Linked DNA regions of Mus musculus: region 2 is linked to region 1. A link is a contact called in public promoter capture Hi-C data. All regions are on one chromosome and are shown on one strand. Each heading gives the region's core, a stretch centred on a gene start, on an enhancer-like site or on the middle of the called end of the contact. The rest is flanking DNA. Distances are from core to core; before and after follow the strand shown.

The links. Capture Hi-C pulls out chosen DNA fragments and counts their contacts.
Region 2: a contact with region 1 is called in a promoter capture Hi-C map of pancreatic islet. The contact joins the promoter of Elmo3 here to the promoter of B3gnt9 in region 1. A contact is called at or near these places in 12 of 39 promoter capture datasets (the 3T3-L1 cell line, 3T3-L1-derived adipocytes, the HPC-7 cell line and 8 more), 4 of 15 datasets of contacts at CTCF or cohesin (CD8 T cells, the NIH/3T3 cell line, embryonic stem cells and 1 more), 92 of 484 Hi-C or Micro-C datasets (B cells, CD4 T cells, CD8 T cells and 54 more), 14 of 115 datasets of contacts at active chromatin or transcription factors (CD8 T cells, the SCID.adh cell line, astrocytes and 7 more) and 4 of 9 other capture datasets (adipose tissue, liver, macrophages and 1 more).

What each region holds. Positions count from the first base shown.
Region 1 is chr8:105,252,301-105,258,477 of GRCm38.p6, reverse strand. B3gnt9 (UDP-GlcNAc:betaGal beta-1,3-N-acetylglucosaminyltransferase 9) reads left to right here and starts at 3,325. Exons shown (of 2, transcript NM_178879.4): 1 at 3,325-3,447; 2 at 3,636-5,840. The coding sequence starts at 3,724. The coding sequence ends at 4,923. D230025D16Rik (RIKEN cDNA D230025D16 gene) reads right to left here. Exons shown (of 16, transcript NM_145604.3): 16 at 5,425-6,177.
Region 2 is chr8:105,303,187-105,309,363 of GRCm38.p6, reverse strand. Elmo3 (engulfment and cell motility 3) reads right to left here and starts at 3,763. Exons shown (of 20, transcript NM_172760.3): 1 at 3,535-3,763; 2 at 3,357-3,397; 3 at 3,177-3,249; 4 at 2,936-2,986; 5 at 2,599-2,768; 6 at 2,411-2,510; 7 at 2,174-2,325; 8 at 1,998-2,076; 9 at 1,851-1,901; 10 at 1,647-1,769; 11 at 1,431-1,562; 12 at 1,229-1,330; 13 at 1,024-1,132; 14 at 779-915; 4 more. The coding sequence starts at 3,612. It overlaps E2f4 (E2F transcription factor 4), which reads right to left. Exons shown (of 10, transcript NM_148952.1): 8 at 5,132-5,179; 9 at 4,887-4,931; 10 at 3,994-4,791. The coding sequence ends at 4,676. It overlaps Mir328 (microRNA 328), which reads left to right and starts at 904; the gene lies at 904-1,000.

The DNA of each region.
Region 1 (6,177 bases), core at 2,076-4,575:
GGGTTCGGGTAGGGCCTTGAGGAAGGTGAGAGGAAGGGGTTGCTACCTGTCCTGTTAGTGAAGGATAACCGGGGGTTTGGTGAACCATCATATACATTAGGTTTGGTTTTTGTTTTTGTGTGTGTGTGATCTAAGTATGTGCTTAAAACATCTACCGTGTACCTGAATTAGAAAATTAAAATTTCAGCCAGGTGGTGGTGCACGCCTTTAATCCTATTTAGCACTGGAGGCAGAGTCAGGTGGATCTCTGTTTGTTACAGGCCAGCCTGGTCTACAGAGTGTGCCTTTAATGCTATCTAGCATTGGAGGCAGAGTCAGGTGGATCTGTTTGTTACAGGCCAGCCTAGTCTACAGAGTGTGCTCCAAGACAGCCAAGCTCTCCTCCACCCCCACCCCCCACCCCTTTTCTGTTGAGATCTTCACCCTTGTTTCCACGGAGACTGACACCTATAAGATTCAGACTTTTTACATACCATGCGGTATTCAGGATGTTGAGGCAGGAGGATTGCTTCAATTTGGAAGTCAGCATGAGCTACATATTGAGACACCCCCACCCCCACACAAAAACAAAAGCAAACAGACAATCTGGGTTTCCCCACTTCCCCTGCCCCAGGATTTCCAACTTACATTGTTACTAAATTCAACCTTCAAAGTTTATTTGAGGTGGGGGGCTTGGCCAATGAACTTACTTCTGTATCACACATACTCAGAAACCCTAGTTTTCTGATTGATTTTTGTGGCAGTGCGGATATAACCAAGGCCCTGAGGAAAGGTCTACCACTGAGCTACATCCTGGCTCTTGCTTTTTTGTTTTTTTGAGGCAATCTCACTGTGTAGCTCAGGCTGGCTTTGAACTCATGACTCTCCATCCAGATGCTTCTGACTCCCGAGTGCTGGGACTATAGATGTGTGCACCAAATGTGCTAGAAAGTCATCTACCGACCTGGTGGTGGCGGTGGCGGCACATCTATGATCCCAGCACTTACTTGGCAGGTGGTTCCCTATGAGGCCAGCCTGAGCTAATTAGTGAGTCCCAGGTTAGCCTGGCTAGGGTTCTGCTTCAGGCCCTTGTACCCACATGAACACACACACAATTAAAAAATCTTCAGGGGTTGGAGAGATGTTTCTTTCTTTTTTTTTTTCTTTCTTTTTCTTCTGTCTTTTAAGACAGGGTTTCTCTGTGTAGCTCTGGCTGTCCTGGACCTCACTTTGTAGACCAGGTTGGCCTCAAACTCAGAAATCCGCCTGCCTCTGCCCCCCCCCCGCCCCCCCCCCCCCCGAGTGCTGGGATTAAAGGCACGCACGCCACCACGCCCGGCTTTTTCTTCTGTTTTGTTTTGTTTTTCGAGACAGGGTTTTTCTGTGCAGTCCTGGCTGTCCTGGAACTCACTCTGTAGACCAGACCGGCCTTGAACTCAGAAATCTGCCTGCTTCTGCCTCCCAAGTGCTAGGATTAAGGTGTGCACCACCACCACCTGGCCTTGGGCTCTGTTTCCTAACTTCAAGTTAAACCTTTGTCTTCTTCGTGCTCTTCTGAGACTTCACTTTTTTGTCTTTTACTGCCTTCTACCCGGCACCCAAGCCTAATTTTAAAAAAGGATTTAGAAATGAAAAAAGAACAAGGGATGTGTACATAAAATGCCCCTTTCTGCCACACAGTTGCTGGGTGGAAAGTCCAGAGCAGCATAGAGACCAAGGAGTTCAGATCCTAACTCCCTGCCCCACCTCCTGACCCCATATACCACACCTGCACATCTGTGTGTGCATACGTGCACACCTATCCCCAAAGTTCCTCCTTCCGTGGCTGTTTAGAGACTCCAGAGTTTGACCCTGCCCCTTATTATGAGACAATGTCTTATGTAGCTCAGGTTGGCATCAAGTTCCCTGTGAAACCAGGGATGGCCCTGAACTTCTAACCCTCCTGAGTGCTGGGGTTACAGGCATGTACCACCGTGCCTACTTTATAGAACGCTCGAGCTTAAACTCGGGGCTTCTCACATGCTAGGTCTGCAACCGAGTCACACCCTCAGCCTTCCAGAGTTGGGATTTTATAACAAGGCCAGTGAGACACCTTTGGAGGCCTTTGGGCAGGAAGCCTGGAGAGGAGAGAGGCCAAGACAGAGATAGATAGAGAATGGGATGAATATCAACAGCTGCTTGGGAGGAAGAATGCAACAGGCCAGTGTCCTTGGCTGAGGACTAGGGCAAGCTGATGGCCAGGAGTCATATTTGCCAGTGGGATGAAGGCCTGGGGAGACCCTGATCACTCTATTCACTAAGAATGACTATCCTGGTGACTCTGGAGCTCAGCTGTCTCTATAGTTCCCCAATTGAGGAAACCAATCAAGAATGGAGCTGGAATACTAGTGTAGGCTTGTAATCCCAACACTTTGGGCGTCATTAGCTTGAGGCTATGCAGGGTACATAACACAGCTTATCCTCAGAACCCTAAAAGACTAGTGGGCAGGTAAGAGTGGGTGGTTTGGCCTGGATGACAAAGCAGCTCAGAGGTAGGAAAACCAGGGGATCTAGAAAACAGCCTACCTGGGCTCAATGGGCTCTTCTAGAAGCCTCCCGCAAACACCAATCCCTGACACCCCAAACTGTACTGCAGAGGCAACAGCATGGGCAGTTCTACCTCAAGGATGCTATGTTGGGGAGCAGGAACGGGCATGGAGTGACAGGAATGAAGAGCTTGTCTGGGAAATTACTGTAGGCAGAAGTGGTTCCATTTCCTGTATCCAGTGGATGAAGAGAACAAAGGAGCGCTGGGTGGGAGATTCCTGGGGGCAGTGCGTTCTGGCTGTGTCAACCTGGGGCAAGTCACTTAGCTCACTAAGTATTGGTCCTCTTTGGGTAGAGCTGCTGGTAAGTCTGCAGGAACAGAACTTGCTGTCTTGATTGTTCGGGTGTGTATGCTTGTGTTTACTGGTGGCAAGCAGGGCAGAGTTCGGAGGGCATCCCCCACGACCAGACCACCAGCGCGAGGAGTAAGGAGACAGCTTTATATTATTGGGGCAATTCGTGGCTCCTGCTTGGTGAACCAGGGCTGCTGAAAGAGATTTTCTGAAAGATGGCCCGGTATGGCGGCCAGAAGAGCTGAAAGTTAAAGCACTCAGGCTTAGGGGTTGGGGGCCTATCAGCTGTCTACTTCTTGAGCTTAGAAACTCGGAGTTCCAGCGTCCTATCAAAAATACTAGGCTTTCTCAGCAAGAGTCTCCCGTGAGAGGCCCTCTCAGGGACCAGCCCACAGTCAGAGATGGCACTCCCTGCACCAAGGCGGAGCTGAGCTCCAGATGTCGGGGCGTACACAGCTGGAGGATCACGTGGCACGGCCTCAGCCCCCTTCCTGCCAACGCTGCATTTGGCTCAAGCCGGGGTCATGGCTGCCCTTGGGACCCTGAACTGACAGTTTCAGGGGTTGTCACCCCTCCCCCGCGGTCAAGCGTGAGTGCTGGGGTCCTAAGGACCAAGGTCAGAGGCGGGGAGGGGGAAAGGTAGAAGGGACCCAGCTTTGATGCACTGGATGGGTGGGTAAGGGGGCGGTAGGGGAGAGGCCTGCGTCACCCTGTCCAGACTTTGGCATCCTTTCTGGGCTGGAGCTGAGGTTAGAAGCTGAACTTTTTGTCCCTTAGGCTGCTGCGGTGGGGGCAGGGGCAGGGACGGAGGTCGACAGAGTGGATGAAGGAAGGATAGAGGGCCCTGTGAAGGGCGGGGCTGGACATGAGGAGGAGGAGGAGGCCGCGCCTTTGCCCAGACGCGTGGCTTACGCTGCTGCTCAGCGCCGCCCTCGGACTCCTGCTCTACGCGCAGCGCGACGTGGCATCCCCCACGACCAGACCACCAGCGCGAGGACCCCAGCTCCCGCGGCCCACTCCTAGCCTCCGAGCACGCGAGCTCCCTAACACCGCCCGCGCGGCCCCGCTGGCCTACGAGGGGGACACTCCGGTGCCGCCCACACCTACGGACCCCTTTGACTTCGGCGGGTATCTGCGCGCCAAGGACCAACGGCGCTTCCCGCTGCTCATTAACCAGCGTCGCAAATGCCGCAGCGACGGCGCATCCGGCGGTTCGCCGGACCTGCTCATCGCTGTCAAGTCTGTGGCTGCGGACTTTGAGCGGCGGGAAGCCGTTCGCCAGACTTGGGGAGCCGAGGGTCGCGTGCAGGGGGCACTCGTGCGCCGAGTGTTCTTGTTGGGCGTGCCCAAGGGGGCGGGCTCTGGCGGGGCAGGCACCCGTTCGCACTGGCGCACCCTGCTGGAGGCGGAGAGCCGAGCTTATGCAGACATTCTGCTCTGGGCTTTCGAAGACACCTTTTTCAATCTAACGCTGAAGGAGATTCACTTTCTATCTTGGGCCTCAGCATTCTGTCCAGATGTACACTTTGTTTTTAAGGGCGATGCAGATGTGTTCGTGCACGTGAGGAACCTGCTGCAGTTTCTGGAGCTCCGGGATCCCGCACAGGACCTTCTTGCGGGTGATGTGATTGTGCAGGCAAGGCCAATCCGAGCTAGAGCCAGCAAGTACTTCATTCCCCGGGCTGTGTATGGACTGCCCGTTTACCCTGCCTACGCAGGTGGCGGCGGCTTTGTTCTTTCGGGAGCCACGCTCCGCCGCCTAGCTGATGCTTGCTCACAAGTTGAGCTCTTTCCCATAGACGATGTCTTTCTAGGCATGTGTTTGCAGCGCTTGCGGCTCACACCAGAGCCTCATCCAGCGTTTCGCACCTTTGGCATCTCCCAGCCTTCAGCTGCACCTCATCTTCGAACCTTTGACCCCTGTTTCTACCGAGAACTGGTGGTAGTACATGGGCTGTCTGCAGCTGACATCTGGCTTATGTGGCGCTTGTTGCATGGGCCTCAGGGCCCAGTCTGTGCACATCCGCAGCCTGTGGCAACAGGTCCCTTCCAATGGAATTCTTAGTTATCTCTCACGGTATCAAACTTCTCTTACTCAGCTGCAGGACAGAACATGAAAGAACCCAAAGGGGTTTTCCATGTGGGTTTATGGTGTACATGACTTTTCTCCAGATCACTCACTGAGAGAGCTAGGGCTGGGATGAAACAAACACAAGTGGATATACCCATAGCCAGGCCTCAGCCCTCGTGGACCTGGCAGGCATTTTCGTATAGTTACTAGCTTCCTTCCTTCTCTCATTGGATTCCCAGTGGCCATATCTTATCTGTTCCCTTTGAGGTCTGGTGTTAGAGCTAACTAAGCCCTTCAGGTCGAGGTTTGCCTGTAGCATGTGGGGCGGGGCCATCATGTGTCACCGTCTTGCCCACTATACACACACACACAAAACCATGCCAGTGTACTTCTGAAGGGTGACCCATCCCCCTCCCGGAAGGAGTCCTAAGATTCCTCCACTATAAGATTGCTCATATTCTTCAACTCCAGCTTCAAGGAAATCAACAGCTCACATTTTAGTACAAACAGCCCAGTGGCAGCACATGGCACGCTGTCACTGTGGGCATAGGTGCTTTATTGGAAGGGGGACGAGGAAGTCTCCTCTGATCACGAGGATGGGAAGAGTCCTGGCTACCCTGACAGTGGGATGTGCAGGGTCTCTGGCCAGACGAAGGTCCAAATGGGAAGACACCTGTCAAATCAGTCATGGGAGTGCCACACAGGCCTGGCTGTAGGCCCAGGAACCATACAGACAGCTGGGGCAGGTCCCCTGCACATTCATCATGAACTATACAAGATGAGGCTGTACATGAGTTAATTACAAAAGTCATTATTTACAAAAATCTGTACACACATTTGAAAAACTCACAAAATTGTCATCTATGTATCACAAGTTGCTAGACCAAAATATTAAAAATGGGATAAAATTATATGTTTCTCTTCTCAATTCTTTTCAAAAGGATTACTATTTTAAAGCACATATATGCTACTTCCCATTAGCAAGACCCATGTAAGAAACCAAGCAGCCTAGTGTTCCTTGAGCCTCTAGGCCTCAAACCAAGTAGCCAGGCCAGGCCAGGCCAGTGCCCAGAACTAGGGCAAGGAGCTGGCCCACAGTGCATAACAGAATGCTGTAATGTAACAAAAGGAGGAAGGTGTCTTTGGCTAACACTTTGGCATTAAATAAAAGAGGCAAACAAGATGGAGACATGCAGCCCTGTCAGCCAGGTTGGACCAAGAGACACAGGTGACCTTAAAGGCTGGCTC
Region 2 (6,177 bases), core at 2,514-5,013, 50 kb before region 1:
CCTTGCCCATTAGGAGTGCCCTGATGTCTGCCACAGGGACTGTAGAAAAGAGACCTGCTGATTACCACGGCCCAAGGCTGACCCGAGGTATGTGGCCTATAGGGAGAGGGAGCAGGTGTAGGAGCCCCAACCCTGCCCTCCTTACGCTGTTCAGGTAGGCTTTCTAGGGTAGGGGGCTTGGCACCCTCCTCCACATCCCCATACTGCAGTACTTTGTGGTTGGGGGATAAACAGCAAAACCATAGCTTGTCTGCAGAAAAGAGAGGAGTGATGAGAGGGCTCTGGCTCCAGATAACCCCCCACCCCACACCATCAGCCCATTCAGAGACCCTGTCGTCTCCGGCTGCTGATCTTGCGGAAGAGCATTCCTTCACAGAGTCGGAGCAAACGCTGCTGGCGGATTAAGCCCATGAGCTCTGGCTTCAGTTTCTCTCGCAATTCCCTGGACGATTGAGAGTCGTTAACCAGGGCTCCCCACAGCACACTGGAGAAGGTGGGGACTGAGACTTGGGGTCCCTACCAACTTACAGTATAGGAGGGGCCAGCGTGCCCTCCTGGTGCAGCCGCTCTGTCTGCCGCAGCCTCAACACTTCCCCATAGGTGAGGGCATTCACTTTGGTTCGAAAGAGCTCCAGGGAGGTGGGCTTCAGAGCCAGGGTACGGGCCAGCTGCTCCCGAACCACTTGCATCACCTAGGACCACCCAAGCTCAGTAGAGAACCTGCGTTCAGGACCCCTTCCCAGAAGACCCCTGGCCTTGCTGTTCCCATCCCCCCCACCTTGTCAAAATCTTCCTGTGTTGCCCGCATCTCCTTCCAGGTCTTATTCAGTAGCTGGATAGCCACACAGAAGAGCTCATGGAAACTGTGGTCTTGGCTGAAGAACATGGGCGAGAAGTCCTGGGCTGTCTCGGAGCCTGGGGCAGGGGGGCAGGAGGGGCTCAGGGAGAAAGTATCTACAGCCCCTGGCCCTCTCTGCCCTTCCGTCCCCTGTCCCCAAGTACACTGGACCCAGCCCGACTCACAAGGCTCCCCAACACGGAGCAGCTCACACAGCAACGCTGTCAGCTGGATGCTGCTCCGGGCAAAGGGGCATTCATGCTTGTCCTCTCGGCTACTGTTCTCCAACACAAACTATGGCAGTGGGAACAGAGAATGGTAACAGGATCTCCATGCAGACCCTGATGAAGCTGAGCTGCTGCCATCCTCCTGCCCCAGCCTGTTACTGACCCGACTGTATGCACTTGGTGCATGTCTGGAGAAGTAGAGCATATTGTCCAGGGCCAGCAGGCCGGGGGGCACACGCTCCAGGTCCTGGGCTGGGTTGCTGTTCTACAGACGAGAGGGCAGGCAGCTCAGGAAGGGGCCCGAGCCCTAGAATAACTGTAGCCTGGATGGAGGCTTGGGTGGAAACTAAGGTAGGGTAACTCACAGAGAAGCCTAACTTGCGGAACTCTCGGACACAGAGAGACCGGCGGCGGTCTGCACTGAGCCCTGTGCCCAAGGACTCCCCCTCTGGTTCAAAGGCTGCCTGGCGCAGAGCCTGCAGCTGGTCCCGCTGTTCCTGGAGGTCATGGTAAGGGGCATGTCAAGATCATAGATCCAAAGCAAAATTCTAGGTAGCCCTGCAGCCTTTGTCCCCTCGCACCTGGCTGTAGGGATCAAGTGGTGTCCGCATCCGTGGCTCCAGCAGCCCTAGGGTAAGAGCCTGCAGCACATACAAGTGATGAGCCATCTCGTCACCCATGGGTGTTGCACTGTGGATGATGTTCTGGAAGACAACAAGGCTTGGGTGAGACTCCCAGGGGAAGGAAGACTGGGGAGAGGGTCTCCTTGGCCTGGTCCATCCTACCTTGTAGATGAACTGGCGAAGATTCTTCTTCCATAGGTGGTCAAGCATTTCCTACAGTGGGTGAGAAGGGTTCAGATGATTTTTTGCTCTAAGTTGGAGCACAGCACACACTAGCTGCTGATCTTCATTTAGTCACCGTGGACTCGCCTTGCGTTCAGTGGGGCTGGCTCCCTGCAGCAGGGCCGTCAACAGAGCCATGGCCTTGGTTTGCAGCTGGTGGTTCATTCTACGGCAAGAGGAAGAACAGGCCCAGATCTCCACCTGGAGCCCAGCACTGCTTCCCCCCCCCCCCCCCCCGTTCACACAGTACCCTAGAGGCTTACACTTGCAGGTGCACCAGCAGCCTATCCAGTGGCACCTCACTCTTCACCAGCTGGCCCAGGGCAGGACTGCTCAAGGTCACACTCTCCAGCAGTCTCAGAGCCAGGGGCTGGACAGAGGCATCCATCAGGTTCATGTTCACATAAGATATCACCTATAAGGGATGGATAGAGGCTGTCATTGTCATTCATGAGGGCTAAATGCTGGTACTGCCCCATTGCCCCTGGACAAGGACACACCTTCCTGACAAAGGAGATGCTGAGTGTCTCCCAGGACACTACACCGTGTTCCATGAGCTCCAAGAAAGCCCTTAGACCAAGGGCCAGCATCTCCCCTAGGCTACAGAGAACATCTGGGGATGAGTAGGATCAGAGCAAGATTTCCAAGCCCTACCACGTCCTCCAGTCCACCTGGGCCCTGTGCTCACTCATCCCCATTTTCAATGATGGTGCTTAGTTTCTGAAGCCCATCACGACTGATGACCTCCTGGGCAAAGGTCATGTCTGAGGCCAGCAGGACCAGGTTTCTCAGGACTTCACAGCACCCTTCACGACTTGTATTCTGCAGTCTACCCAGTAGCTGCTGGGCCTTCAGATCCTGCCAGGAGCAGTAGAGGAAAGATGGATGTGGTTAGAGAATGTTACCCCTACAACTGGAGCTGTGATGGTCTGGGTGCCCACTAGGTAGGGCACTAAGGAGCTGGGGCCTCCGAACCAGCTGCAGAGGGGGAGGAAGGGAGAGGAGAGGGCTGAAGGGAACATTACTGGGGCAGTGCTGAGACACAGGATGCTTCCATTCTTGATCTCCAAGCGGTTCTGGAGGGAACAGCAGAAAGGAGCACAGTTAAGGAGGGCTCTGTGAAATAGTCACCCGGCTCATCCACTGGTGGGGTTGGGGTTGTCAGTACAAGAGCTCACATTCAGAGCAGGGAGAATGAAACCATGGAATCGAAACCAGGTGGGTTAAAGGGATCCTGAGGAATGTGGGGCTAGGAGGGGGGCTCACATTCTCTGTGATGTATTTCCTGTGCCCATCAGCAAACTGCAGGGCATAGTGCTCCGGATGAGTCAGGCTCCACCTGTGTTGGGGGGGGGGGGGCGGGCAGGAAGCTGCCAGGGACGTCCAGGAGCGCCTCTCCCACCTGCCCCTCCCCCACTTTGCCCAGGCTTGCGGCACAGCACTTACGCGTCACACACCTCCTTCAGTACAGTGGCCAGGGGCTTTGCCTGTAAGTGGAGTTGTCACTCAAGTTGCGACGGTAAAGAGTTGGGGTGAGGGACTTCTGGGAGGGGTGGGCTGGGCTGGCCAGAGGGAAAAGGAACAACCCAGAAGCGAGAGGCGGAGTTTGGACAGTCCCATTGACCTGGTCTAGCTGGATAAGCTGTGGGATGGCGTCAGACATCTGAACAGCAATCTTCACCACATTCCGCGGGGGCGCCATAGTCCAGCCGCGGTGGCCGCTGGCACTTGGCACTAATGTGCCACCTCCCGCCGAGAGTGCACCCGGTCTAGGGTCTAGGACTTGTAGCCTGCACTCACAGCCCAGGTTCCCACTCCTGATCGGGCTCCGAGGCCTTCCCAAAGGAGCCTGTTAGTTCCGGGTTAATCTCAGGGGTAGGAGGGTAAGACCCCGCCTGCCCTGCCCTGCTCCGCCCCGTAGAGGCCTGCCTGGCCCCGCCCCACACCAAGGTGCAGCAGGTAGAGGCTGTGGCAGCAGGCTTCCTACACAGCAGCCACACCTCCCATTCCAGTAAGGTGACCCACCCAGTCTCAGCAACAATCCAGCGTCCCAGGTAGGGGCCCCAAAGAACCAGATCAGAGATAGCCTTAGGCATGTCTTTATTCACTTGAATGCTGTACAAATATTACATTTCCTTTTGTTGAAAAAAGTATAAAAATAATCTTTATATAGGAATTCATTCGTTACTGTAAATCTTTCTAAATCTCTGCAATGGCTCTAAATGAGGGTAAGTGAATAAGTGGAAGTGAAGGGAGATGGGGGTGGGTGGGCAGGAGCTGGAGCCATTCTTAGGTACCAACCCTCCCAGACTCCTAGCTAGACACAGCAATTCCTTATTAACCCCCTCCACCATGACTGCCCAGAGATCCCAGGACTCTCAGGGAGCATCCGAGATGTCCAGAGGCTGCAGGGTGAGCAGGTGGGAAAGGAAAGGTGATGGTAGGCAACCACCCAGCACCACCCTCTCTCTGAACCTCCTTCATAGTGACTGGTAGGAACAAGGCAGAGGTGCCACTGAGGGGCAGCTGAGCCTGGCTGGGGAAGGCTCCATGTAGAGAGGGCTAAGCTCTCTGCCCAGCTATGCTAGCACAGTCACAAGTGCCAGTGCAAGACAGGAGAGCACAGCCCGAACTGAGCGACCAGAAAAGGCTGAGTAAGCCAAGAGTTGGGCTCTTGGGGTTAGGGTGGGGGTGGGGGGCAGTCCCTAGTTGGCTCCAGGCCCAGACAGTCTGGGTTGCAGCTGCACAGGACATGTCCCTGTCAGTCAGAGTTTGAGAACAGGAACATCAAAGAGATCACAGACACCTTCACTCTCGTCCAGGTTGTAGATGTAATCGTGGTCTCCGGGAGGTGGAGAAAGTCGGAGGAGGGGGGCAAACACTGCAGAAAGCATTAGGCTGAGGTCTTAGGCCAAGACCCCCAGCAGTCACCCACCCCCTTGCTCACAGCTACCCTTATCTTCCTGGGCTACCCACCTTCTGAAGACATCAGTTCTTCCAGCAGCTCGGAGCTCATGCACTCTGGGAATGAACACAATTCATTCAGATTCTGGCTCTTGCGCCTCCACCCACCAAAGCCCAGGAATGAGACCCCCACACAGGCCCATTAGGAACCTCACCCTTTTTCTGGGATACCCAGCAGATACCCTTAGAAGGGAACCCAGAACTCAAACTATGCTCCTTATGCCCTGCATCCAATCAAAAGGAGGAACACCGCCTACCTCTCGTGGGGTCGAAGATTTCTGACAGCTCTTTGGGGAGATCCAGAACTGAAAGAGAAGAAAGCCAAGCTCACAGGAAGCTCAGCTGAGTTCTACTATAGTTCAGCTTGCTTCACGTCGTACACCACTAGGCTCCAGGGCTCTACACATTCCTCAGGTTTTTATCCGCTGACCTACATTCTTCGATGCTGAGCCAAGGCTACCAAAGGTCTAGTGCAGGTGACACATCCAGCTATTCTCAGAGGCACTGTAGAACCCCCTTTCTGAGCCAGCAGTGCACATCTTGTCTTACACAAGATGGATGCCCTGTCTCACAACCACGTCTAATTCCAGCTCCAGGGGAATCCAACACTGCCCGTACACAACACAGCATTTACACATTTACACACACACACACACACACACACACACACACACACACACACACACGAAATGTTTTAAAGTTTCGGGGGGGGGGGGTAGACGACAATGAAATAAGGCATCAGGCACAAATGCTTGTCTGGAACACTGACATCCTAATGCCAATCCCTGGAACATCTTGGGGGCAGGAATGCACATGCATCACTCTCCATCCCCAGCGCTTCCTGTCGTTGCTGGCGACATGTCCTCATTCATGCTTAGCAAGCACTTTACCACTGAGCTGTATTTAAACACTGAGAAATACCAATCAGGACTGCATTGCTGAGTCATTCCATTTCTGAGAATAAAGAAAAGGATGGCTGGGCGGTGGTGGTGCACGCCTTTAATCCCAGCACTTGGGAGGCAGAGGCAGGCGGATTTCTGAGTTTGAGGCCAGCATGGTCTACAAAGTGAGTTCCAGGACAGCCAGAGCTACACAGAGAAACCCTGTCTTGAAAAAAAATCCACAAAAAAAAAAAAAGAAAGAAAGAAAGAAAGAAAAGGATGGTTTAATGGGTTAACAGGCAATAGACCATGCACGATATAATACCAACCTACCTGGCAATGTGGCAATGTGCCTCCTGGTACAGTAGTGGCGTAACTTATGAGGGCAACCAACCCCTTTCCTTGTCTTTAAGGCCAGCTCC